Regions from separate parts of the Mus musculus genome. Here all the other regions are linked to region 4. A link is a contact called in public HiChIP or PLAC-seq and promoter capture Hi-C data. All regions are on one chromosome and are shown on one strand. The core of a region is the stretch at or near the end of the contact, and the rest is flanking DNA. Distances in the headings are between cores, read along the strand shown. Region 1 holds the start of Nphp3 (nephronophthisis 3 (adolescent)). Region 2 holds the start of Srprb (signal recognition particle receptor, B subunit). Region 3 holds the start of Ccdc51 (coiled-coil domain containing 51). Region 4 holds the start of Wdr82 (WD repeat domain containing 82). Region 5 holds the start of Tmem108 (transmembrane protein 108). Region 6 holds the start of Cdv3 (carnitine deficiency-associated gene expressed in ventricle 3). Region 7 holds the start of Trf (transferrin).

Evidence for each region. Promoter capture Hi-C pulls out the DNA fragments that hold promoters and counts their contacts. HiChIP or PLAC-seq counts read pairs in DNA pulled down with a chosen protein or histone mark.
Region 1: an H3K27ac HiChIP or PLAC-seq map of epiblast stem cells shows a contact between it and region 4, with 9 times the contacts expected there. The contact joins the promoter of Nphp3 here to the promoter of Wdr82 in region 4. A contact is called at or near these places in 2 of 39 promoter capture datasets (hippocampal neurons and liver), 3 of 115 datasets of contacts at active chromatin or transcription factors (astrocytes, embryonic stem cells and epiblast stem cells) and 2 of 9 other capture datasets (adipose tissue and liver).
Region 2: a contact with region 4 is called in a promoter capture Hi-C map of erythroid cells, with 5 times the contacts expected there. The contact joins the promoter of Srprb here to the promoter of Wdr82 in region 4. A contact is called at or near these places in 2 of 39 promoter capture datasets (erythroid cells and pre-B cells).
Region 3: a promoter capture Hi-C map of liver shows a contact between it and region 4, with 4 times the contacts expected there. The contact joins the promoter of Ccdc51 here to the promoter of Wdr82 in region 4. A contact is called at or near these places in 2 of 39 promoter capture datasets (erythroid cells and liver) and 1 of 484 Hi-C or Micro-C datasets (double positive thymocytes).
Region 5: a promoter capture Hi-C map of pre-B cells shows a contact between it and region 4, with 2.7 times the contacts expected there. The contact joins the promoter of Tmem108 here to the promoter of Wdr82 in region 4.
Region 6: a promoter capture Hi-C map of pre-B cells shows a contact between it and region 4, with 3 times the contacts expected there. The contact joins the promoter of Cdv3 here to the promoter of Wdr82 in region 4. A contact is called at or near these places in 4 of 39 promoter capture datasets (the 3T3-L1 cell line, cranial neural crest, liver and 1 more), 1 of 484 Hi-C or Micro-C datasets (embryonic stem cells), 2 of 115 datasets of contacts at active chromatin or transcription factors (astrocytes and embryonic stem cells) and 1 of 9 other capture datasets (adipose tissue).
Region 7: a contact with region 4 is called in an H3K4me3 HiChIP or PLAC-seq map of embryonic forebrain, with 6 times the contacts expected there. The contact joins the promoter of Trf here to the promoter of Wdr82 in region 4.

What each region holds. Positions count from the first base shown.
Region 1 is chr9:104,000,925-104,004,593 of GRCm38.p6, forward strand. Nphp3 (nephronophthisis 3 (adolescent)) reads left to right here and starts at 1,620. Exons shown (of 27, transcript NM_028721.3): 1 at 1,620-2,237. The coding sequence starts at 1,857. It overlaps Gm33054 (predicted gene, 33054), which reads right to left and starts at 1,435. Exons shown (of 2, transcript NR_168653.1): 1 at 1,378-1,435; 2 at 836-1,110.
Region 2 is chr9:103,200,486-103,204,076 of GRCm38.p6, forward strand. It overlaps Srprb (signal recognition particle receptor, B subunit), which reads right to left and starts at 1,580. Exons shown (of 7, transcript NM_009275.4): 1 at 1,427-1,580; 2 at 802-896. The coding sequence starts at 1,574.
Region 3 is chr9:109,080,420-109,083,892 of GRCm38.p6, forward strand. Ccdc51 (coiled-coil domain containing 51) reads left to right here and starts at 2,077. Exons shown (of 4, transcript NM_025689.4): 1 at 2,077-2,148. Tma7 (translational machinery associated 7) reads right to left here and starts at 1,962. Exons shown (of 4, transcript NM_183250.2): 1 at 1,908-1,962; 2 at 1,752-1,807; 3 at 1,583-1,670. The coding sequence starts at 1,923.
Region 4 is chr9:106,168,607-106,172,265 of GRCm38.p6, forward strand. It overlaps Wdr82 (WD repeat domain containing 82), which reads left to right and starts at 2,323. Exons shown (of 9, transcript NM_029896.1): 1 at 2,323-2,773. The coding sequence starts at 2,613.
Region 5 is chr9:103,760,270-103,763,780 of GRCm38.p6, forward strand. It overlaps Tmem108 (transmembrane protein 108), which reads right to left and starts at 1,568. Exons shown (of 6, transcript NM_178638.4): 1 at 1,486-1,568.
Region 6 is chr9:103,364,072-103,367,444 of GRCm38.p6, forward strand. Cdv3 (carnitine deficiency-associated gene expressed in ventricle 3) reads right to left here and starts at 1,709. Exons shown (of 5, transcript NM_175565.3): 1 at 983-1,709. The coding sequence starts at 1,297.
Region 7 is chr9:103,228,483-103,232,080 of GRCm38.p6, forward strand. Trf (transferrin) reads right to left here and starts at 1,804. Exons shown (of 17, transcript NM_133977.2): 1 at 1,692-1,804. The coding sequence starts at 1,734.

The sequences.
Region 1 (3,669 bases), core at 370-2,869, 2.2 Mb before region 4:
AGCCATGACAGTGCTGACAGCAGACTATTCTCAGCCATCAGTCTCCACCGGCTAAAGAGAGCAGATGGCTAGATTAAGTAAAAGTTTGAAGTTCTAGCTCCAAGGTAACTTAGGACAACTCCCCAGGGCCGTCCCAGCTTCAAAAGTCTCTGCAGGGTTGGCTGAGGTCTTTGCTGGGAATGCTGCACAGAGCAACCTTGCACTGATTCCCCTGCCTTGCCCCAGGTACCTACCCAGCATTCTCTGGTAGACATCTTGCTTGCTTATCTACATCTCAGAGTTGGCTTTCCAAGAATCCTAGGGATGCCTGTGGATGGAGTGAGCCACCAAAGACTATCTTAGGTCAGCCCAAGGAGGCTCTGCATGGACTGATGCTTAAAATGCTACCAGATTTCTTACAGCTGGGGATGGAGTAAGCAAGCACTGGAATAAGATTATATCCCCCTTGGGTAATGAGGCTCCCGGTAATGAGGATGATGGCAGAGAGAGTGGCTGGCATTCGGAGACTGCCTAAGAAAAGGGCAAGTATAAAGATTACCAGCACCCAGCTCACAACAGTGTTGAGTCAAAGCCACTGCTCACTTTTCTGTCCCCTCTAACCTGGGGTACCAATCTGGGATGGGCAGGAAGATAAGTTAGCAGACCAAGGACAACTTGGAACAGTAGCACGCGTTCCCTTCCTGCAAACCCTGTACTTAACAATTTTCTTCCGTCTAGAATAGGGTCCCTGGCATCCTTATCGCCAGGCGTTATAAAACCTGAGCTTATCAAGGATGGGGGTGGGGGGAGAGAAGGGTCGCGGGGGTGGGGGGGTTCAAGTGGTGATGCTTCGAAGTTCTTTCCTGGCTGGCATTATTTATTACATGTTTCCTGAGAGACACACTAGGCACTGAACTGCCTCCAGAAAAGAGCCCTTTAGTCAGGACCACAGAAACAGTTGCGGCAGAGCGGGGGCAGATGGGTATGTGATCTAGTTCTTGCTCACTGAGACAAAGTTCACGCAGAGGGAGCAGAGCTTGTAGGTTTGGGCCTAGTCTGGAACCTTCCCTTCTGGATGTCCGGATCTCCTGGTACCGCCCAGCTTGCCCAGCTCAGTCCTGCCGCCTGCTCCTGCAAAGCAAGTTCTCAGGGCCGCCAGCTCCGTGATACCCATTCCTCTCCTCCCGAGTCTCATTTCTCTCAACCCTCCCTTGTCCAGCTCCTCTACTGGTCTCATTCAGAAGAGCACGCCCCCGCGTGTCTGGTCACGCCCCCAAAGCCTGGCTCCGCCCCACAGGACTCCTGGCCACTCCCCCTCTCGTTGTCCAGCCAGGACCACCTCTCCGACTCTCTGACTGGTTTTCTCTTTCTTCTGCTGCTGCCTTACGCCCCACTTACCGGGCTACGACCCTAAAATCTGGCCCGACACTCTCTCTGGGCACTGCTCTTCTCAACTGACCACACCTCCTCTCGCTGCTACGTCCCACCCCTCTCTGTTAGCCTTAACATCCCCAGCTTGCTCGGCCACGCCCCGAAAGTATGGCTCCGCCCCTTCTCAAGACGGCCACTCTTCTTCAACACCACGCCCCTCTAGTTGCCACGTTACGCCCTTCTCCCCAATCACCAGGCCCGGCTCACTTACTGCTCCGCTCTTCCCTCCAAACTCCGCCCTCTCCTCTACAGCACCTCGCCCCACCATCTAGGCCCCGCCCTTAAGGCCTGGCCACGCCCCGGCCACCTCCCTGCTCCTGGCCACGCTCCTCTCTGATTTTGGTTTCTCCCTGCGGCGCTCCGCCCCGCTTGACAGGCCCCGCCCTCCTGGTCCCGCCTCCTCCTGGCACCCAGCCGACTCTCAGCCTCAGCCGGCCGCGGGCATCATGGGCACAGCCTCGTCGCTGGTGAGTCCCACTGGCGGGGAGGTGATCGAGGACACGTACGGGGCAGGCGGCGGCGAGGCCTGCGAGATCCCGGTGGAAGTGAAACCCAAGGCCCGCCTGCTGCGCAGCTCGTTCCGCAGGGGCGCGGGAGCCGGGCCCGGGTCGCTGCCTCGCGCGGCAGGGGGCGGCGGGCTGCTGGGCGCCAGCTTCAAGTCCACCGGCTCGTCTGTGCCCGAGCTAGAGTATGCGGCGGCCGAGTTCGAGCGGCTCAAGAAAGAGTATGAGATCTTCCGGGTCAGCAAGAACCAGGAGTTGCTGTCCATGGGCCGCCGAGAGGCCAAGCTGGACACGGAGAACAAGCGGCTGCGGGCGGAGCTGCAGGTAACGCGGGACCGAGAGCGTCGCAAGCGGGAGGCTCTGAGGAAACTGAGACCCGAGCGCACCGCTCAGCCGCTTGGTGGCACCACCATCCTACCCCAGCTACAAACCAAGTTGTTTTCTAAATTGTGCAAAAGCTGCTCCTCCTTTATGTGGAATCATTATTTGAGTGTAAACTAATTTCTTATCAGCATCTTCCCCTGCCCCTTTCAATTTACGGTTCATTCATTAAGACACGTTGAATCAACCCAAGTCCTGAAGTCGAAAAATTTCTCAGAGCAACTACACACAAACTCCTCCCGGTTTTAGGTATCTCCAAAATGGAGTTCTTGGGTTAGTTTTCTTCGCGAAGTTCGGCAGATTCTGGGGTTTAATGATACGATAGGAATTTTTCTGGAAACCTCCTGATTTTATGGTTTTTAACTGTTGTGATTAAAAGTCTTCCCTGAGAGTACTCAAACTCTCTTAGTCCATTTAGTTAATGGACTAAACAGTTACTGCAATGCTATTGTAGGCCTTATAACAGATCGCCTTTGATTCATTCGGATACTAGGTAAAGCAGAACTTCTCGGAGTAAAAATATGGGACTATATGCCGTGGGTTCGGAGCCTCTCTGGTGGTCATTTGTTTATACCTTTCTTTTCTGTGAGAGGGATCTCTGACAGCCCAAGAGCTCCCGGCACATCAGAACTTAAATAAACATCACAGATTTTTTTGTAAAAGAAGGCTCCTTCCTTCTAGTAGGGCATCATTCCCATAAGCTATGAAGCCCTTCAGAATCTGCTGGGCTATTAGCATATTATCTGGGAAGCTGTTCTCACCCTCAGCTCCCTGCTCGCCTCACTTTCTACTGGGAGACCAATGTGCTTGCCCTTATAAAGTGGACTTGCGTGTCCCTCGTGTATGATGTCATGTATGTGCACCACTGCCCACTAAGAACCATGTGAATTGCAGGGAGAAGGGGTTAGCAGGATAAAGAGGCCAGTGCAGGGAGGACTGACAGACAGATGTCACAGATCACAGATCAGCAGTTCCAATTCCCTGTGAAACCTGTTGTTCCTTTCTTACCTGCATCATCGTGAGAAAACTCCCTCACATTTATTTCATTCAGCCATGTTGACATTTACTGGAGGCCTCTGATGGATCCAGACGGTGAATGGCTCAGGAGAAGAGTAAAATGATTAATATATAATGCCAAGGAGCACAGGAACCTTCATACGTACTATTCTTCAAGCTAAACCTTACAAATTGCGTGTCTTATTCTCTTAAAAACCCAAAGCATAGAAAAATCCTAGTGCTGGTGCAGTATTTCAAAGAAAAAGCATTAATTTCCGTTGAGAGCTCATTGCTGAAGAACCTGTTTACTAGGATTCAAAAATGTTTGCATTTTTTTCTATCTTGCTTGAAATCGTTGACACCATAGAAGTGCCTGGTA
Region 2 (3,591 bases), core at 330-2,829, 3.0 Mb before region 4:
CGGGGAGAAAACCAACTAGCATGGGTGGTGGTGAGCCAAGGAATTCCAGGGATCCATACCTCCTAGGCCCTGGGATTGCTGACAAGAACTTCTGGACCTGGCTTTCACGTATGTGCCACCGATCCAAACTCAGACCCTCATTTTTTTGCCAGGCAAGAAAACAGACTGAGTCACCTCCCCATCCCCAGACCACGTATTCTAACAGCATCGTGTGTGTATGTGTGTGTGTGTGTGTGTGTGTGTGTGTTTTTACAGGTTTTCCTAGAGTCTTTTTTATATAACTCCCAGGGGGCTGGAGAGATAGCTCAGTGGTTAAGAGCACCGACTGCTCTTCCGAAGGTCCTGAGTTCAAATCCCAGCAACCACATGGTGGCTCACAACCATCTGTAATGAGATCTGACTCCCTCTTCTGGTGCATCTGAAGACAGCTACAGTGTACTTAGATATAATAATAAATAAATCTTAAAAAAAAAAAAAGAATTAACTCCCAGGGCTGGAGACTCAACTAAGTTGGATAAGATCCCATCCTGCTTCTAGCAAAGGGACCTGAATTCAATTCCCAGCACCCACATCAGGCAGCTTTGAAGACCGACTCTACAAAATCTGACACATCTGGCCTCTACAGGTACAGGCACTCATGTGCATATACCCACACACATACATATAATTAAAAAGAAAAAAAAATATTTTTAAAAACATGTCCTAAACTTGCTGTACCAAATAAACTGCAAGATGACAGGGCTACGGAAATGCCTTACCCATCCCTCTTAAGTCTAACCGAGGTGAAAATCAAAGCATTACCCTGACAAACAGCAACGTTTTCCCAGAGTCACAGAGACCAACGAAGAGAACAGCTCTCTGACTGCTCTTTCGGCTCCAGATGAACTTCCAGAACACTGCAGAGAAGAGAAAGGCAGCCTTCATTTTCTAAAGACATTATTAGTAGGCATTTACGACAAAAAAACAAAGCGTCCATCTGGACTACTTTCATTGTCACACGGATTAGAGTCAGTTTTGTTAGGAACTCACGGAGCGCCAGCCACTATCAACTGTAAACCTTTTCACGTCTATTTCCCTCATCCAAATGTGGAGACTAAAAGTATACACAGAATGATGGATCTGGGAAAAATTAGTGGCTTGCTACATTTGATTGGTGGATTTCTACTCTACCTTAGTACCCCAGTATCTCAGAGCCCAGTTCAGACACAAGTGGCTCAAAGTTGGAATGAACGATGGCGGCCGCAGCGCTCAAGCGCACAGGGCCGCCTCATGTAAGTCCTGTCCCAAGACCCAGGTCACTTCAGCGTCCCCTTTCCACACTGCTGGGTCTGGAAGACGAGTAGTAGAAGAGGGAACGCAGCCGTCCGCCTCCCTGGCCTGCGGCGCCGAGCCACCCTGCCCTCGCCGTGAATGCCGGCCGCCTCACCCAGCGTCAGCAGCACCGCCAGGAGAGCCACCGCCACGGAGAGCAGCGTCGGATCCCTCTGCTGCAGCTCCTGTCGTAAGGAGTCGAGGTAAGGCTGGAAGGCGCCACCGGCGCCATCGCCAACTCGCCGGGTGTTCGCCGAAGCCATGAAAGAGGTGTGTAGTCTTCCCGGGCCGCCAAAGTTACGTGGCTCTAGGCTCCACGCCGTGGTGGGGCGCGGGGCATCACGGGAGTTGTAGTCCCTTAGGGGTATCTCGGCTAAGTGCCTGATGGGAGTTGGAGTTTTTTGGTTTCTACAACCCAGTTAGCGAGTGTATTCATATCGGCATGCTTTGAGACATGTATAGCTTTGTGGAATTTTTTTTCTTTGCATTTTAATTTTTTATCTTTGGAGAATTTCATAAATGAATATGATGTCTTTTGGTCAAACCCACCCCTCTACTCCCATTTCATTTCGATTTTTGAAAGAATGATGACTTTTAGCAAAATTAACGGCTACAAAACTTCATTTGAGGGTGAGGATTTCTACTCGGCCGTTACATGGGATGAAATTTATGAGAGATTTTACCACAGTATGATGTGACCGAAGATGTGATGGAGTCACAGAGAATCCACAAAGACACATCAAGTCCTTTATGAGGTCAGAGAAAAGTAGCTAGAGATGGACCTGAATCTTGGAGGATGCATTAACCTATACCGGCAACTAAAGAAAACAGAAAAAGACGCACGGAAGAGAAGCTTGAGTAAAAGCCAATGACATGTGGGAAACTCGGGAATTCTGTGTCCTGCATTGACACGTCCAGCACGGAAAAAAATGACTGCATTTTAAAAAGCAATCAGGAAAATCAGTGCTCGGGAGGATGTGGAGGTGTCGACGATAGATTGATCATTCCCACCCAAAGGAAGCAGGCCTACTCAACCAGGTAGGCCATTTGAGAGGCCCAGAGTAGACAACATTTTTCAGTTTCTCAAGAGGACTTATTTATAAAAGATCTTCATGGGAACTCTTCTACTTAAGATTTCATCGGGTAATCGAAACATTTAAAAAAAAATGTGAGCTTCAATTTAAAAATATCTCTGCGAGTCAGAAGTGGCCAAGCCTCGAGGGCCATTTGCAGCCTCTGTCATTAAGTAGCTGTCATTATTTTAAAGTATTTAAGTACAGGTCTGCCTGGGAGATGACAGGAAAAGTCGATGTCACTTAAAGGCTAAACAAATTCATTAAAATGTCGCACTGCCACATAAAACCCCAACTCCTGCAGGTACCAGGAAGAGAGGAAATGAGACATTCCCTTCCTCTCTAGTGTGGCAGTGAGTGATTGGGTAGGAAATGAAACAAAGATGTTAAAGTTTGAGTTTGGAAGGTTCGCAATGTGATTTCGATTTCCATACATCCTCAAAAGGCAGAGGGCAGGTGAGAAGAAGCCCACTCGAGAGGGCCACTCCGTTGGCCTTACCATCGCCAGATACTGAGTCGCTGGCTACAGGCTATGTATAAGAATGATTAGATTGTCCATGGAAGCAAAAGTGGCAGAAAGGCAGCTGGAAAAGTTTGTAGGAATCAGACCTGGGAGTGGTTTTGTGTGCTATGCTGAAGAACTCAGAGTTTACTCATAGTATAACAATAAGCTGAAGGTGACATGGATAATTGGCAGATCTGTGGAGAACTGTGACTGGAGAGAGAAAAGACTGAGGCTGGGGGAATCAATGGGAGTCTCTTGTCGTATTTAGGCAAAAGATACTTGGAGTCTAACACAGGATAAAAGTGTGAAATCCGGGGCTAGAGAGATGGCTCAGTGGTTAAGAGCACTGGTTGCTCTTCCAGAGGTCCTGAGTTCAGTTCCCAGCAACCACATCAGGTGGCTCACAGCCATCTGTAATGGGATCTGATGCCCTCTTCTGGTGTGTCTGCAGACAGCTACAGTGTGCTCACATACATTAAATAAATAAATAAACAAACAAACACTGAAAGTGTGAAATACAGGGTAAAATTTCTGAGATATTTAGAAGTTAAAATATGTAGGTTGTAATGACTATAAAATATATAGTTGCTGTTGTTCTATTACTGTGAAAAGACACCATGACCAATACAGAAGAAAGCATTTAATTGGGAGCTTTTTTGTTTGTTTGTTTTTTTGAGACAGGGTTTCTCTGTGTAGCCCTGG
Region 3 (3,473 bases), core at 827-3,326, 2.9 Mb after region 4:
TGTTTAAAACAAACAAGAAACCCAAAATGGATGGGGCTCAGTGAGAAGTAGTACTCGTTACAAGTTCCTTTATCAGAAATTCCTGGGATTTGGGGGACATTTGCATACACATGATATCTCAGGGACCGGATCCAATTGTGGAGCCAGCACTTACTCATGCTTCATCTCACCCCCATGCACATGGCTTGAAGTGAATGTAACACAACACTTCCAGGGCCTCTGCACTTGACTGTAATGCATCATCCAACACCAGGAGTTTGCTTCTGGTGTTAGCTCTCAGATCTGGGACACTTTGGATTTGCAGATTATAAACACTTTGTCTGTACAGGATTTAACCAAGGTCTGACCTCCTTATACATAATCGCAGATTAAAGGTGCCAGATAACTGACCTCATTTTAAAAAGCAATCACAACAGCTACAATTACATTGCTATGTGGATAAACAACAGATCGAACCCAATGCAATAGGTCTTGGGGTGACAGTTCCAGTATCTATGTGACACTGATAACAGGCAGAAATAATTGCTAGTTAGAAAATGCAAAATAGTGCTTTTACAATGCACACAAAGTCAGGCTGGTTGCACAGACTCTAATCTTGGCTATCTAGGTGAAGGCAGGAGAATCTAAAATTCAAGGCCAGCCTCAGAAACTTTTTTTTGGCAGGGTTTCTCTGTGTAGCCCTGGCTGTCCTCGAACTCAGAAATCCCCCTGCCTCTGCCTCCCAAGTGCTGGGATTAAAGATGTGAGCCACCACTGCCCAAATGGTAGAGAACTTGTCTATCAATTTAAAAAACAACAACAAAGGTTAGAGAGATGGCTCAGCATTTAAGAGTACTGGCTGCTCTTCCAGGGGATCTGGGTTCAATTCCCAGTTCACAACTGTCTGTAACTACAGTCCCAGGAGACCTTTGTCTGGTCTTCCAGGGCACTGCACACACATGGTACACAGATATGCATGCATAAAAAACACCTATATGCTTAAATACAAAAATTAAAACTTTTCTTAATGAGATATTAGGACTCCTGGACCTGTGATTCACTCTCAAGAGAAAAAATCGTGGGCAAGGCACAGAGAGAGCATGGAGCGTAGGCTACAGCTCAAGAGGGAGGGTTTGCTTTGCACAAATGAGTGTGCTCCCCAGCATAGCCACAAAACAAAATAGTACCCAGAGCGAAATACATGCTAAGGAGCCTGGACTTTTATCCTCTAGTCTAGATAGCACGACTCAGTATCATTACTGATAACACGACCAGCAAGTAAAAAAAGTCCTATGTTCTAAGGTTAACAACCTATAAAGTGAATTGCTAGTTTGTAACCAGAAACAGGAGGATACTCAGAAACTTAGCTATATGTGTCTGTGCGGCGTACATGTTGGTGTTTCCACTTCTGTAGCTTCTCCATGAACTGGAAGCCCATGACTGTCTTGAGAGGCAACGTTTCCACTCCCGCCCTCTTCGAACTGCACAAACCCAAGGCAGGGGGCTTGGCCAGAGTGTACACCAGACCCAGTAGTTCACCAACGACCCCCGGAACAGACCTGTCCTGCCCTAGTATACCTACAATAGCTCGATCTTCACTTACCCAGGGGGCCCTTCCCGGCGGCCTTGGCTTTTAGCTCTTCGAGTTTCTTCTGTTCCTCCTTTTGTTTCTGCTTGAAAGCCTTATCTTCCTGCAGAGAGGCAAAGCAGGTTCACTCCAGTCCAGTCGCCCATACCCTCAGCGCCCGCCCGGCCTCCGCTCCCGTCCTCACCTCGTCCATCTCCTTGGCCTGCTTCTTGGGCTGTTTCAGGGGCTTCTTTTTGCCACCTGTGGGCGACACGAGCATGCTCGGCCCATCCCCGCCATCGATCGCCCTCCCATGGTTCCCCATCCATCCGTCCCACCCCCGATCTCCAAATAGCCTTACCTTCCCGGCCCGACATGGCGCCTCCAGCCCCTTCACCAGCCCCTGATCGTATGCCGGAAACAGGACTTACAGCCTTCGCTTATGCCGCACCTATGCGTGGCCCCTGATTGGCTGCTAGGCAGGAAGTCACCCTCACGTATTTTAAAGGATGCCTTCAGGGGCGGGTGCTGACCGGTCAGGGGTCAATTGAGTGGCAGACGCGGGGCTTTCTGCTGGAGCCTAATAGGCTTAGGCAATTCAGGTACGGGGCGGAAGGCTCCTTCTGCCTGGGTTTATCCGAAACCGTGGGAGTGGGGGATGGTGTCTGCCTATAAAGCTTGTAATCCGGCACAGAAAGAAAGCATTGCAGGTGGAGGGGAGGGTACATGCAAGTGCCTTTCCGGAACCGAGGAAAGCTCAAGTGGCGGGCACGAGATGGGATAGGAGATGGCAGAAGTGGGTAGTGGCCAATTATCACCCAGTCCTCAGCTTCAGAAGCCGCGGGAAAAAGTTCGGACTTATTGAAACAATGAGTGCAAGTGTTTGCAAATTCTTTCTTCTAGTTCGTTTTTTTGAGTATGTACTTTGTATAGATACATTGTATTCTGGACTGAGGCTTGAGGAACGCTGACATTGTAGCAAGACAAACCTACCGCAGAGCAAATAAGTAAAATACGCATCACACCTTATGTGACCTGTGTGGGGAGGAAAAAAAAAAAAAGCAGAGAAAGTGGTTAAGGAATGCTCCCTTGGTGGGATGTCATTTTTGCTAGGGTAGTTAAAAAAGACTTCTCCAGGGGCTCTCTGAGCAGGACTTTAGGAAGGCCAGGGAGACAACTGTGAACAGGGAAGAGCTAGGCAGTGCCAAGGCCCTGAGTGGAAGACGGCCTTGTGTGTTCCAGTCCTTCATATGATTGGAAGGAGTGAGAAAGCAGTCGAAAATGGAGAGACAATGAGAGTCAGATCCCCTGAAGCTGTGGAGAAGGCGTTGACTTTTGCCCTGAAGAAACTGCGGGACTGTTGAAGGCTGTTGAGATGGAATGGAGATGAGTGAGGGGTAGTCCAGCCATGGCATGCTAGCCAGCGAGACCACTTTGTATACCTGACAGAGATGGGGGTTGGGGAGACTCCTAGGCTTAGAAAGTCAGCAGGATTTTGCTAATAGATTGGATTTGAGTTAGGAGAGAAAACAAGAGGGATTAATTAGGGTGATGTGAGTTTGTCAGCCTAGCATTTGTACCTGAGTTCCCATTAACCACAGTAGCAGGAAAGATGGATTACTATTACGTTTCAAGCAGTGATACAGTTAGATAATATAAAATCCTGAAGAGATGCTTCAGCTGAAGAAGTGACGGAGGGGTGTGTGTGTGTGTGTGTGTGTGTGTGTGTGTGTGTTTGCTTGCTTGAATGAATGTGTGCAATAAAGGCTTGAACCTAGGGCCTCACTCATGTTAGGTAAGTGCTGTATAATTGAACTATATGCCCAGTTTTTGAGGGAAAAATCTAGTTATGAGTGTGTGAATGTATGTGTATATGAGAGAGTGAAAGAAAGACCCCAGAGGCCAGAGCCATCGGGTACCCCAGAGC
Region 4 (3,659 bases), core at 1,073-3,572:
GTGATAATACTGGACTAGAAGCCAGGCAAGCCCACTATAGCAGATCAGGGAGCCGAACCAGCAAGTGAATCCAAGTGACCATCGAAAAATATGAAAAAAATTACTTTTTTTTTTCCATTTTAAAAACAGGATGCGGGCTGGTGAGATGGCTCAGTGGGTAAGAGCACCCGACTGCTCTTCCAAAGGTCTGGAGTTCAAATCCCAGCAACCACATGGTGGCTAACAACCATCTGTAACGAGATCTGACTCCCTCTTCTGGAGTGTCTGAAGACAGCTACAGTGTACTTACATACAATAAATAAATAAATCTTTAAAAAAAAAAAAAAAAAAAAAACAGGATGCTAAATCTTGGGAGGGAGCTTTAACAGTGAAGTCTAAAGAAGGTACAGGGTATAGTTTTTTGTTTGTTTTAAACATTTATTTATTTTTACTATATGTAAGTACACTGTAGTTGTTTTCAGACACTCCAGAAGAGGGAGTCAGATCTCATTACGGATGGTTGTGAGCCACCATGTGGTTGCTGGGATTTGAACTTTGGACCTTCAGAAGAGCAGTTGGGTGCTCTTACCAACTGAGCCATCTCACCAGCCCCAGGGTATAGTTTTGAAAGATACCTTTCAAGGCTTTTTTTTTTTTTTTTTTTTTTGGTAGAGAACATTTTGGTAAATTAAGACTGTTGTTACAGTCAAATTTGTATGTTAAAACAGACCCCTCCAAACACACACACACACATACACTGGCATCTCCTGGGTATATTTGCTTCCCAAATGCTGATATAAAAGAACAGCTTTGCCCAGGAATTAGGAGTCAATTTACCCTTAATAACAGGTTCTACCTAGAAGAAATTACACAAATTTGTAGTCACAGAACAGCACCCCCCCAAAACAAATTCAGTATGTTGATCAATTATATTTGTGAAAATATCAAGTAGATGGGCCACACAGCAAAGCTGTATAGTAGGGAAATTATAGATTTCAGGTGATGTTACAGCCATCTTAGCTTTAGGGTGAATGAAGCTAAACTGAATGATGTCTCTCGAGAAATTTATTAGGAGAATGTTGGAAGTTAGAGTAAATGGCTATTTAAAGTCTAAAGCAAGGCCACCTTAGAAGGCTCAGAAGGTAAAAGCATGTGTGCACGCACTCACAGACACACACACACACTAGTTTTTAAAGAGGCCTAAAATAGTTCCAGATCCTTTGCCTACATTTGATGTCTCCACAATTGCGATGTTGTAGTCAGCCAGTCTGCAGGATCTTTATTGTAGATGCTCTTCAGAAAACTTCAGTTCCCACAGCAAGTCGGGCACATGGCACCAGATCTGTCCTTGCTATCTCAAGCTCCATAGCAGCCTGGATCACCTGGATCACCTAAACTCAAAGGCAATCACTGGGGATTGAGTGCAACCACCTGTGGAAGGTTTTTCTAGAACAGATTTGCAATTTGGAAAGTTGCCATCCATTCAGGTTTCACTCAAACTGGTTCCTTCCCTTCCTCACACCCCGGAACAGATTGTAGCCAGGAACTCTGCCCTTTGTCAGGAGACAACTGCAGTACAAACTTACAATCTTGTCGTTTTCCCTCAGCCAACCACTTCCAGTTCTATCTAGCTACCTTTTTTCTTTAACCTAAGAACCTGAGATGCAACCCCCCCGCACATTTTTCAAGAAGGCTCCATTTTTTTCTCGTGTTCCATTTCGTCGTTTGTCAACCCAGGTTATAAGGGACTCTGGTTGTCATGCCTTTGCAATCACCTGCCAGTGAGTGAAATGTCCCTTCCTAAGGTTCCCCCTCCTCCCGCACTAGAAGTTAGGGATCTTCATGCGCTTCGACTCTCATTAAATTTTAAAAGAAGTTCCAAGCTTCTGAAGTTTAATATAAACCCAGTTGAAAATGCCACTTAAAACTTCGTGCAAGTGTATGTTGTACATCACTCAACTAACAAATCGAAGCCTCCTGGCTCGGCCGTGCAGTGGTTAAGTCAGTCGGTGATGGGTTCACCTGATTCACACCCACACACGAGCAGGCCTCTCCGCCAGGTCCTGCGGCCTCAGAGACACCAGCGTCTCCCCGGGGCTTGAGAGCACCCACAAAGGCACTAGCCCCGAGGCGACCTCAAGTCCTGCCCTCGAGAGAGAGGGTTTAGATGCTCCACGCCCGCAGGTTCACACCCCAGAACCGCGGGCTCCAGCTCCGGGGCCTCAGCAACGGGAGGCCGCCCCGCTGACGTCATCGTCCCGCCCCCCCTCCCCCAGCTCGCGCCTCCGTTCCCTCCCCGCCCCCTTTCCCGGCGTCCGCCGCGACACAAGCTCCTCGCCCTCTGATTTTGCTTCTCCCTTCAAGATGGCGGACACAATGAGCCGGCGGAGCGCCGGTTGGCCCTGAATTGACTCCGGAGAAGAACGGTCAGCGAGGTCCCGTCGTCCGGGCGAGAGAGCGTCGCCTGAGGAAGAGGACGCGGCAGCCCCACTGTCAGCCGTCCTTCGGTTCGTCTCCAGCGCGGCGCCCGCACCGCCGGGGTTGGCCCTGAGCAGCCCGCCCGATCGCTCGCCTCTCGGCCCCGCCCCGGCCCTGCGCCGCCGCTGCCTTCAGCAGCAGCAGCCGCCGCCGCCATGAAGCTGACCGACAGCGTGCTCCGGAGCTTCCGCGTCGCCAAGGTGTTCCGCGAGAACTCAGACAAGATCAACTGCTTTGACTTTAGTCCCAATGGCGAGACGGTCATCTCTAGCAGCGATGATGACTCCATCGTGCTCTATGACTGCCAGGAGGGCAAGTGAGTGTGATAGTGGCCGAGTTCCAAGTGCCCCTCTCCTTCCCTCTGTCGCTGGTCCCCGACTGAGCCCCCACCCCCAACCCCAGGCATGTGGTGCAGGCGCTCTTGCCAGGGCCACCTCCATCCCGCAGTGCTGCAGGAGATCCTCTTTAAGATGATGATGGTTCTTAGTTCATGTGTCTTTGCTCTCTTCCGAGCGCGCTTTTCCCGCTTGCCAAACCCCACCTTGACCTTGACCTTTAAACGCCATGTCCCTGCACCCTGCAGCCGGACGGATAGCCCTTTCCACTCCCCTGGCGACTGTCAGAATGTGCGGGTGGACTCTGAGCTCGATGCAGAACGGCAGGAGCTGTGTTCTGTCCATCAGTGGCGTCCAGCTCTCTGCCTTCACAGCAGTGACCTGGATTCAGCCCTGGCACGGTGCCCGCCCCCTACCCCTCAGCTTCCCGCGCGGCTTTTCTGCAATCAAGCCCCGCGGGATGCAGTTTTTAAGCTGTCAGGATTTATCGATTGTGCCCATGTGAGCTTGCTGTCCTTTCCCAGTACCAATACCCAGGCTTACAGTTAACTTACTAAACAGACTCTTGGAAACTTTTCTTTGCCAGACTCCTGAGAACTTGGCCGCCCCATTCTGGTCAGAATGTGAGCTCTCTTTAAAACAAAGAAAGCATTCCGGAACAATTTAGTGTTTCCTTTTGCATTACAAAAAAAACCCAAGTTTGGCCGCTTAGCCAGTAATCTCAGCATTTGGGCGATAGAGGCAGTCAGACCCTGAGTTCTGGACTTCATAGCAGAGAGACCCTGACTCAAAACAGTTAAAAAACAAAAAACAATAACCGCCAGATTGTGGTTTGCTTATAGTTATCAAAGTTTTGGAATTCTGGAA
Region 5 (3,511 bases), core at 318-2,817, 2.4 Mb before region 4:
ATGTTTGCTTTTCTTTTTTTAAACTTGCCCAATGAATTGAAATTTTCAGCAAGTAAAATGAATATTGTGTAATTCAATAAATTAAATTGAGTATTTTGCTGGCACAAGGTATGCTTGTTTTAGATGCCTAAGAAAAAAGCAACTTCACACGAGGGAAGAAGGGGCCTTACAGTAGGATCAGAATGTCCCCAGAGAGTCGGGCAGAGACTGAGTCACCTTAAGTTCTGAATGGGTGACACGGAAACTCTGGCAATTGGCTGAACCAGTTTTTACAAAGCCAGGTGCATCAGATTAGTTAACCCGCGGAAAACTCATGGGATCTTTCAAGTTTCACGTCTTTTAGACGCCTCGCATGTCATTGCTACTGTGTTTGGGGACACTCCCCAAGAACCTGCCTTTTAAGCACCATTTTAAACTCTTGGACACACCCTCCCTCTTCTAAAGGATTCTAGGGAGATTTCCTCCCCCCACACCCCATCTCTTTGGCAGTCAAATGGTCTTTAAATAAATAATAAAAAAAACCCATACACTTTAGCAAAGATTTACAAAGTGCATCTTAGACCCTACCTCCCCTCTCCCTCTGTTGCTTGCCCTCCTGACAGACTGAAACTAAGTACCCTCTTGAATAGACCTAGAAAGTCACAGAACCCACCCCCACCCCGCGTCTTCTATCTTCTTGAAGAAGCCTCTCAGTGCACTGTCTGGTCTGCAGTTCACTGCAGGCAAATTCCCTCACTATTTCCCAGTCACCAGTTACACTGTCTCTGGAAACCGGTTTTTGTGACCTGCTCTATCTAATTGTTTTAAAGGGAAAAATATTTAAGGTTTGTAACGCATCTCTGGATTCTCTCCGTAGGTTCCGAGCATTGTATTTCGGTGAAGTCTGGGGTGAGGGCAGGCTCGAGGTCCAGCGGACAGACAGGGTAGCCTTCCCCAGGGCACCCTTTTCCAGGCAGCACAGGCTCGGTTCCCCCACGATGCTCGCTCCCGCATCGAGGCAGAAGAATCATCAGCTGCGCTATGAATTCCGCTTCTCTCGCAGTCACCGGATTAGTTCGGGTCTCAAGGGCTCGAACCAAAGTGACACTACCCTCTCCCCGACCCTTTCGTTCTCCTATGCGACAGGTCCCACTGCATGGAAGCCACCTTCTGCCCAGACCCAGTCCAGCGCCCGTGGCGCCCTCGCAGCGCCTCAGGAGCCCTTCCCCTGGGGAGGGGACCGGTGGCAGCATCCCTCCGGGGCGGGAAACAAAGGCCGAGGCGAGGCGACCAGGTGGGCAAGCCTCTTCGGGCACAGCCGCGGTGACCGCGGGGAGGATGGCGAGATGTATCAGAGGGTGGGAAAAGGGAAACCAAGGCTCGGAGACTAGCGAATGCTTGGGCTGCATCCTCCCTAGTGCAGGGCTCCCGGGGCAGGCGAACCCAGAGCCATCCCCCGCCGCTCCCTGGGACCCGGCATCAGAGGGACCGCCCCACTCCGCTCACCTCGGGAGAAGCGCTCCGGCTCCCTCCGACGGCTCCGGAGAAAGCCCCGCCGCTCGCGCTCGCGCACGCGCACTCGCGCCTTCGCCCCTCCGGCCCCCGCGGGCGCCCCTCCGACCGGGCTCTGGCCCGCCCCGGCCCTGTCCGTCAGCGTCCGCGAGAACCAATCGTGTCGCGTGGACAGCCCAGCGCTGGTCACGTGGCCTCACAAGCCAATCACCAAATTGCCCTCGGCAAGCGCCTGGCTCCGATGTCCCCGGGGGTTCGGTTGCTACCTAGTAGAGCGGGTGCGAGGCGGGCACAAAGGGCTGAGTCCCTTATTTCCGCGGATGAGTGGCGTCCAGTTGGCCAATTCCTACATCTAGTTATTTCTTAGATCCTAGCTTAAATAAGAATCACCTGGGAGTCTAGTTAAAGTCTGGGGTGTAAGCTCGAGAATCTGCATTTCTTACAAGTCCCCAAGTAGTGATGAACCTTCTCTTGGTCCAAGGCCATGCTTTAAGGAGCACTGTCAAAAAATGATGTGGCTAGCCCCTGCCCCGTTTATTTGTAAGTTTCACGACCTTTCTTGCCCTTCAGTGTTGAAGAGCATTCAGACGTGTGGTGAAGTGATGAGACCTAGAGTTTGAACAGCAGCTGAGGAAAGGGTATGGAGTATACCTGGGCCAACTTTATGTGTATGTGGAACAGACTGAGTAGAGACAAATGAGAACACTCCGTGCTAAAGTGCTCACACGTGTGGCTCAGTATCACTATGCGAGACTTGACCAGATACGAGAGAAACCATCCAAGTGGTTCCAGCCTTGTAGAATCTCAACAGCCTGTAATAAGACTTTACGTTTGAATTTTAAAACAATGTTTTAAAATAGCAGTCCTTAGCCTATCTGTCGCGACCCCGTTAAGGACCATGGCTACATATATTTTTATGTTATAACTCATATCAGTAGCAAAATTACAGTTATAAAGTAGGAAAACAATTTTATGGTGGGGGGGGGGGTCACCACAATATGAGGAACCATGTTAAAGGGTCGCAGCATGAGGAAGGTTGAGAACCACTGTTCTAAAAGGATGGAGATGTAAGTAACTAACGCTTTGGACAATTTAGGTATAAAATGCAGAGCTTGAAACGTAGTTTCCCTTGAGGGTTTTTAAAGTTATCTAAATAATCCTTTGTTGCTAAGTCAGATAACCAATGCCTCTGCATCCTCAAACTTGAGATGGACATTTTTTAGACTAGACAACTAACAGGTTTGCTGTCCAGTATTGCCAAGTTTATTATTCAACAATGTTTCAGGATAGTTCAAGAGCACATACACACACATACACACACACAGAGACACACACACATACATACACACACTGTCTCCCTATGTAGTTGAGGCTGGCCTGGAATTTATGACCCTCTCTCAGTGTTCCAAGTGCTGGGATGCTGGGCATGCTGTACCATGCCCAACTCTCAAGAGCCTTCAATATTAAGCTTTCTAAATCCTCCTTCTACCAGCATTCCTGGCCAAAAGATAGGAACACGTGCCAAGTCATTTTATTTTACTCTTCATGGAGGTGATCAAGCTGTCACCTAGGGGACTTCTGCCTTTGTCTGCATGTCAGGTGCCTCTGGCTTCTCAGCCAGGAGTGAGACCCACTTAACAGTCTCAGGCATCATTCATTGGACTTCTCCTATCAGAGGTCACCTAGCTCAAAATGCAGAGTTTCAGGCCACCCTGAGCCTACACAACAATAGTCCAGCGGTCCTGGACAGAGCGGTTCTGGACAGAGAGGAGTAGGAAGATGCCTAAGCAAGAGAAGTAGGCCTCCAAGATTCTTCTGCAGTCTGGAAACCATGTTTCCTAGCATGATTTGCATGTTACATAGTTTCTCAGAAACAAGCTGAGACCAAGCAGCTGGGAGAGTCTGACCAGATCTGACCAGAATGATGCACATTCCATAAGCTCAGCGGTTGCTGAGAATACTTGTAAAAGCCGCTACATTTATGAAGTTTGGCCCTTTGTTTTGTACTTGAGACAGTGTC
Region 6 (3,373 bases), core at 459-2,958, 2.8 Mb before region 4:
GATTAGTTTTTGGTAAGCCCACTTCAGACTAAAAGGCATCAAGGGCCAACGGGATTCCCCAAACTGGTAAAGGTACCCGCGAAACATCGAATTAATTAATTAGAGATCTTGGTAAACAGATTCCAGACTCGGAAAAATTCCATCAGTGGTCGCCAGGATTCTTGAGTCGGTCTAAGAATCGGCGGCAGTCAACACCGAGAACCAGAGAGTCTAACTCTCCAGGCCCACGTGGTGGGAAGAGAGAATTTACCCCGGCCTCTAACCTCTCCGCACACGTACACAGGAGTGCGCGCACACAAATAAGCAAATAAATGTGATCTTTAAAAAAAACAAAAAACAACAACAACAACAACAACAAAAAAAAAACAAAATTGCAGACAGTGACACAGACCTTTAATCCCAGTACTCCAGAGACAGAGGCCGGAGGCTCTTTGTGAACTGGAGGCCAACCAGAGCTACACCGTGAGACCTTGTCTCAAAAATTGGGGCTAGTGGCCGGACGGTAAAGTTTAGCCCGTTCCTGCAAGATCCGGAGACGTGCCTAATTCCCAAACGCCCTCTCTGCCGCCGCTTTTACTTAAACCCAAGCCCAGGGCGAGCTGAGCGGCGGAGAGAAGGCGACAGAAATTCCACAACTCAATTCCCAGCCCTGCGTGGCCGTGGTTGGGAGAGTAAGCCACGCTGGCCCGGGCGGCACAGAGGAGCCTCGGAACACCTTAAGAACATGAAATCCGGCCCCAGCGGGGCTCAAGCGGGACCACGAGGACTCGGGCACACGTCACCCGGGGACCGGCCCAACCCCCGTGGCCCAGAGGGCGCGGCGCGCAGAGGGCCGCGGACGGGGGCGGCCAGACGAGCCCCGGGGGCCGAGGACCGCGAGCCCGCCCGCCCGCCGGGCCGACGTGCGAAGCCCGAGTCACGTGGCCTCCCGGGCCGGCGGGGGCGGGCACATGCGGCCGGCCGCCGGCCTCCCGACCCTCACCTTCGTTATGGCCTTGCCGGCGGGGCCCGCGCTCCCGCCGTCTCCGGACCTCGAGCTCCCGCCGTCTCCGGACCTAGCACCAGAGCCCGAGCTCCCGCCGTCGCCCGACCTGGAGCCGGAGCCCAAGCTCCCGCCGTCGCCCGACCTGGCACCGGAGCCCAGGCTCCCGCCATCGCCCGGCCTGGAGCCCGCCGCCGCGCTGCTCCCGCCCGCGCCGCTCGCCGCGTTGGCCGCGCGACTGCTCCGTTCCTTCTTCTTCTTCTTGTCCCTCTTGGCGAAGAAGTTGTCCAGGCTCCGCTCCTCGGTCTCGGCCATGGCCGCGGTCCGGATGGGTGGGGCCGGCGGAGGGCGCGGCGCTCGCGGCTCCGAGCTCTGGGTCAAGGCCGGCTGTGCGCTCAGGCTGCAGGGTGCGGCGTCGCCTCAGCCCCGCGGGGTCGCCGAGGCGCGGGCGGCAGGGCGGCCGGCTCCCCCCGTGCTCTGGTGGTACGTTCCTCGCTGGGAACCGCGAGCGTGGAGCAGGGTCGCGCCCGCCCCGCTGCCTGAGGGACAAGGAAGGCGCGCACCGGCGAGCGCTCGGCTAACGACGGCGCGTGCGGGAGGAAGACGCGCGGGCCTGAGGAGGGGGAGAGGGGACGGGGAGGGGAGGGAGGGGAGGAGGGAGGGCGGGCCACCAGCAGAGAGAGGCAGCGCCGCGCCTGCGCGCTCGGTTCCGCCCGCCGCTGTGGGCGCGCCGAGGGGGGCGGGCGGCGGGATGAGAAGGGGGCGGGTCTTCCGGGAGAGCCAATCAGATGCCCGGACGGAGCGCTTAGGTGACAATCCGTTCCTTCTACGGGGCGGTGCCCTGTATGGGGGCGGGGAGAAAGCGGGTGTAGGCAAAGAGAGTGACGTCCCTAGTGACTCCTGCCTCCGATTGGCCAGGGAATTTGCCTTGAGGGCGGGCATTTAGAGGGTTGGTGACTTGGCTGAAGAAGACCAGCCGGAGGGGGCGGGTGTGCCTTGGTTGCGCGCATGCGCAGGGTACACGTGCGTCTGCTCGCCAGGACTGTGGCCTGGTAGGCGTTTGAACTTTCAGGAAAAGGAAAGAGACCATGTTAAGCCAGCTATGTTCAAGCTTGGTCCTCCTGCCCTGCTTTTCTGTACTCGCACCCTCTCTGGTCGGGCACCTATTACTTTTCTTCTGAATGGAATGCTTTTGATGAGGAGCGCTGGATTAGTATTCGTGGTTCCATTTACGGAAGGATCTTAAATAAGCCAGTGCATGAAAGGAAGGGAACTGATTTTGACTAGCTGTGTCTACCAGGGTCAGGCTAAATAAATCTGACCCTCTAACGCTAGCTCTTGTGAGATGGAGAATGGCTGGGAATGTGATTTTGGTGGTAGCGTGCGACAGGCGCATGTCAGCGCAGAGTCTGTCCACAGAATCACAAAAAGAAAACACACAAAACCCCTCCTTTTCCTGGGTCTTCACCCTATTGGCACATACTATGTGAATACTTGATCCCCGAAACATCTGCAGCCCAGAAAGCTTTTTGTTTGCTTGGGGGAGATTGCTTTGTTTTGGGACCGGGTCTCACCTACCCCAGGCTGCTTTGAACGCCATACATAGAAAAGATAATGTGTTTCTGACCTTCCAGCCTCCACCATCCCAAGTGCTGAGAATTCAGGCATGCACTTTTGTGCCTATGTTAGCGATACTAGGGGTTTCCATTCTTGCTAGAGAGGCTCTCTACCAGCTAAAGAATGAATGACCCAATACAGATGTTGGAGTTTCCTTGTTTTTAGTTACACAATTGCACCTAGAATTGCTCCTGCTCTGACTTGAGTTTGAGTGATTGCTACAGTTTAACTTTGGCTCCTATGCTGGATCTTAGGACAGAGAAGGGGATAAAAAATATCCTTGTTTCCACCTGACTTGACTTTGGGGCCTTGGAGAATCAAATGTGTGTTTCTCTATGAGACGTGTGGTCTGGGTATGCATTAAACTTCTGCTTCCTCTAAAGGGTAGAGGAGAAAGCTGTGACAACCACTGAGGAAATGGCTAAGTCCTATGTCTGTAGCCTTGGGGGAAAGATAGGACCCAGCTAGTAAATGGAGGGATGTCTTTCCACACCTGTTCCCTCCTGTCTTTCCTTACAAGTCCTTCCCTAGTTGTGGCTATTGAAGACCTACATTCTGAACATATCGATGGATAAATGAAGGCTCTATGGCTGTAGCCAACAATAAGAAGACCTTTCTTTTGTTTTGTTTTTTGAGACAGGTTTCACTATGTAGTCCTGGCTGCCTTGGAACTGGCTCTGAAGACGGAGATGACCTCAAACTCAGAGATTCACCTGCCTGGGCCTCCTAAGTGCTGAAATTGAAGGTGTGCGCCACCACACCTGGCTAATAAGC
Region 7 (3,598 bases), core at 554-3,053, 2.9 Mb before region 4:
AAGCAGGTTTGTCCTACGTCATCATGTTTGTTAGCAGCCCAGACACTAGGTCTGATGGCCAGGCCCCAGGGGAAGATAACGATCTTAGAAGCTTTGCGTCTCTCTGAGCGACAGTTTGATCACGAGTTCACCTGTGATACTCTTCAGCTGTCTTCTGTTGAGAAAAGGCTAGGAACTCCCTTCTATGCAGCAGGCTTCTGTTTCTACCAAACCTTCCCTGGATGCTTTACCCCCTTTGGGCCGCCATTTAGAGAATCAGCTGAAGACAATTACGTGTATCACGATGTGTGTATGTGCTTATATAATCGGGCTCCCATGTGGTGTGTGCATGTGCAGATGGGAACACATGGGGGGTGGGGGTGGGGGACAAAGGGCAACGTGCGGTGTCTCCCGCTATTACTCTCTGCCTGATTTTTTTGGAGACAGTGTCTTTCACTGAATCTGAGCCTTGCTGGTTCCACTAGATTGTCTGGCCAGAAAGTCCCTGGGATCTTCCTGTGTTTGCTTCCCCAGGGCACTGTGGGTTCCCTGGGATCTTCCTGTGTCTGCTTCCCCAGGGCACTGCGGTACCCAGCTTTTTACATGGTTGCTGGGGTTCTGAATTTAGGTCCTGGTGTTTGCATGCTAAGCATCTGCCCAGTTGTACCATCTCCCCAGCTGGGTCACCACTGAAATCCACACGATGGAGAGATGCCGTCTGTGGGACCTGGCACTCCTAGCTCTTGTCACATCCCTTCCCTTTCGGGCAATTCAGCAGGGCTGACTTACTGACTCAGCAAGCCCACAAATCACTAAGCATGGATCGGGGTGGGTGAGGCCAATGGACCTCAGGATGGATGAGGAAGGACAACAGGGAGACTGATCGTCCCCAGCTCCTTCCCTTTAGTTCACCGTGGCCAGAGGGATAGACGACCTCTCTAGCCTCTTCAAACTAGTTCGTCTAACTTGTAAATTTTGACCTTGGTCCGGTGTCACTGTGCATAGCCACACAAGGTGTCCTGAGCTAACAAGCACGGAAGCCTGTTTCAGGCTGACAGTTGTTAGGGATGACAAATCACTCAAACTAGACAGCCCCAACACTGTGACAAATGCTAACTACAGTCCAACTGGAGCAGGCATTTGGGTCTTTGAGACCCCCCCCCCCTCTGGTGAGGAGTCAGCAGGATGCAGGACTGGGACCTGTGACCTCACCCTCACCTGACCCTCCCAGGCATGTGCGGTAACAAGCAAGACCCGTCGCAGGAGAAATACAGGTATGATTTGAACCCCAGAATTCTGGCTTCAAATCCCACACCCTAGTCTAAGCCACCAGCGCCAAAGGCATCCAAGGAGGCATCAGACAAAGGAGAGATAGCAGGATTAGATCTCAGGAAGTTGTGACTACCACACCATGCTGTTTGGACTATACTGAGGCCCCGGGATAGCGCCTGGGTAAACTGGTTAAAAGTTTTCTAACATCGCGTATACCATATCTTCAAATTACTGGACATAGGGGAGACAGCGTGATGAGGATAGTGAAAGGTAGAGACTGAATCAGAGCCCCAGATGCATGTGGATCCACGTTGTTCCTACGCTATGGAAGATGAAGATACCACAGAGAAGAAGCAAGGGGCTGGAAGCTGGGACTTCCAGCTTTAGCTCCTAAGGGTTGCATACATAGCCAGCCAGTCATCCCCTGCACGCACACTCACCCAGGGCAGCGCAGGCCAGCAGGGCACCCACGGTGAGCCTCATCCTCTCGGTGTGTGTGTGGCGAGGAGCGGGGAGTACAGACCGACCCGCTTCTGCGCCGCCTGCCCGTGGCCCGCTCGCCTTTATGCACGGAGGGAGGGGGCCGGCTGGGCGCAATCTTTGACCTCTTGTGTTTGCGCAGTCCAATTGCCCAATCACCCCGCATCCACCCCCTTCCTTTCTTGCCCTGATGATCACCTCATTTCCTGAGCTGTGGGACAGAACTGCGCATGGAATCCACTACCACGACAATCACACACACACACACACACACACACACACACACACACTCACTCAAAAAGCCTGTGTTTAGAAGGAAGCTAAAAGCAGAACCCACTCTTTGTTATCACTGCCTGGAGCAGCATGGTACAGCTGCTTGGGCGGGAGTGGCTTGCTCCCGGGTGCCAGGGCTTCTACTTGCCAACAGCTTCATCAACCTTATAGGGGGGCGGGGGGGGAGACTGAGGCTTGAGCGGAAGGGAAACTGCCTAGGACGGCAGACTAGAACCGGAGAAGGAACCTAACTGGGAAACTTGGCTCAGGTCAGAGAGGCAGCACGCCATGATCCCAGCAACAGTCCGGGGGCAGCTCTCCCTCCCTCTATCCCTGCCAGGCCTGGCCTGCTCTGGAGCTGAAAGCTTCCTGCCCTTGAGCTTCTGGTGAGACAATCCGGGCTAGAAACAGTCACAGGGACAAGAAACTCTCTCCCACTGCCAGGAAGTGGTCAAACTGTGAGGCTCAGAACAAAGGGCCAGTGTAAGCATAAAGAGGATGCTTCCTTTTTTTTGTTGTTGTTATTTTATTTATTTACATTTCAAATGTTATCCTCCTCTGAAAAAAACGCTCTATCCCATTCCCCTTCCCCTGCTTCTATGAGGGTGCTCCCCCACCTCTCACCCCCTCCACCCCAACTTATCTACCCACTCCTGCCTCACCTTCCTAGCATCCCCTTACACTGGGGCATCCATCCACAGGACCAAGGGGCTCTCCTTCTATTGATGCCATTAATAAGGCCATCCTCTCCTACATATGCAGCTGGAGCCATGGGACGGTCCTTCCATGTGTACTCTTTGGTTGGTGGTTTAGTCCCTGGGAGCTGGGGGGGGGTGTCTGGTTGGTTGATATTGTTGTTCTTCCTATGGGTTTGCAAACCCCTTCAGCTCCTTCAGTCCTTGGCCTAACTCCTCCATTGGGGTGCTAGTCTGATGGTTGGCTTTGAGCATCCACCAGTCTGATGGTTGGCTTTGGCTTCCTTGGCATCCTGATACCCCTGATTAAGTAGTCACCAAACTGCTTTGACTGCATTCATCACAGAAACGTTTCGCTTGCACCCTCCATACGTGCCGCCGTTTCAACTCTCACTAGAGTTGTGCATTTCAATCCTGTACATGGACTGGAAGATTCTGAAATGATGAAGTCAAAAAAAAATGGGCATTTGAAAATGTCCCTCTGGGTATATCACCAAGTGTACTATCCCAGGCTCCATATACACTCAGGGAAAGGTCAAGGCGAATCACCAAGGGAATTTAGGGTTTTCAACAACCGTTTCTTACTGGATTTAATCAGGGTCCTGTCCTCTCTGGTCCTTGGTTTCCTTGTCAAGTCTGCAGGATGTTGACGCTCTGATTTCAGGCTGCGGAAAGAGCCCGGTGAAGCTCTCAGCACATCTCGGCCATAGGTATTCAAGAGGAGCCGTGGGTGACCAGAAGCTCTCTGGTGTGGAATTAAACACACAACTGGGGACATGTGCAGATGTGTCTTGGGCCACCAAGAACACTGAACGTCATGGCGCCAGCCTCTCATCTTCACATCTCCTGTAGACATTCACAGACCTGGGCCTCCCGTGCAAGCATGTGGCATGTACATC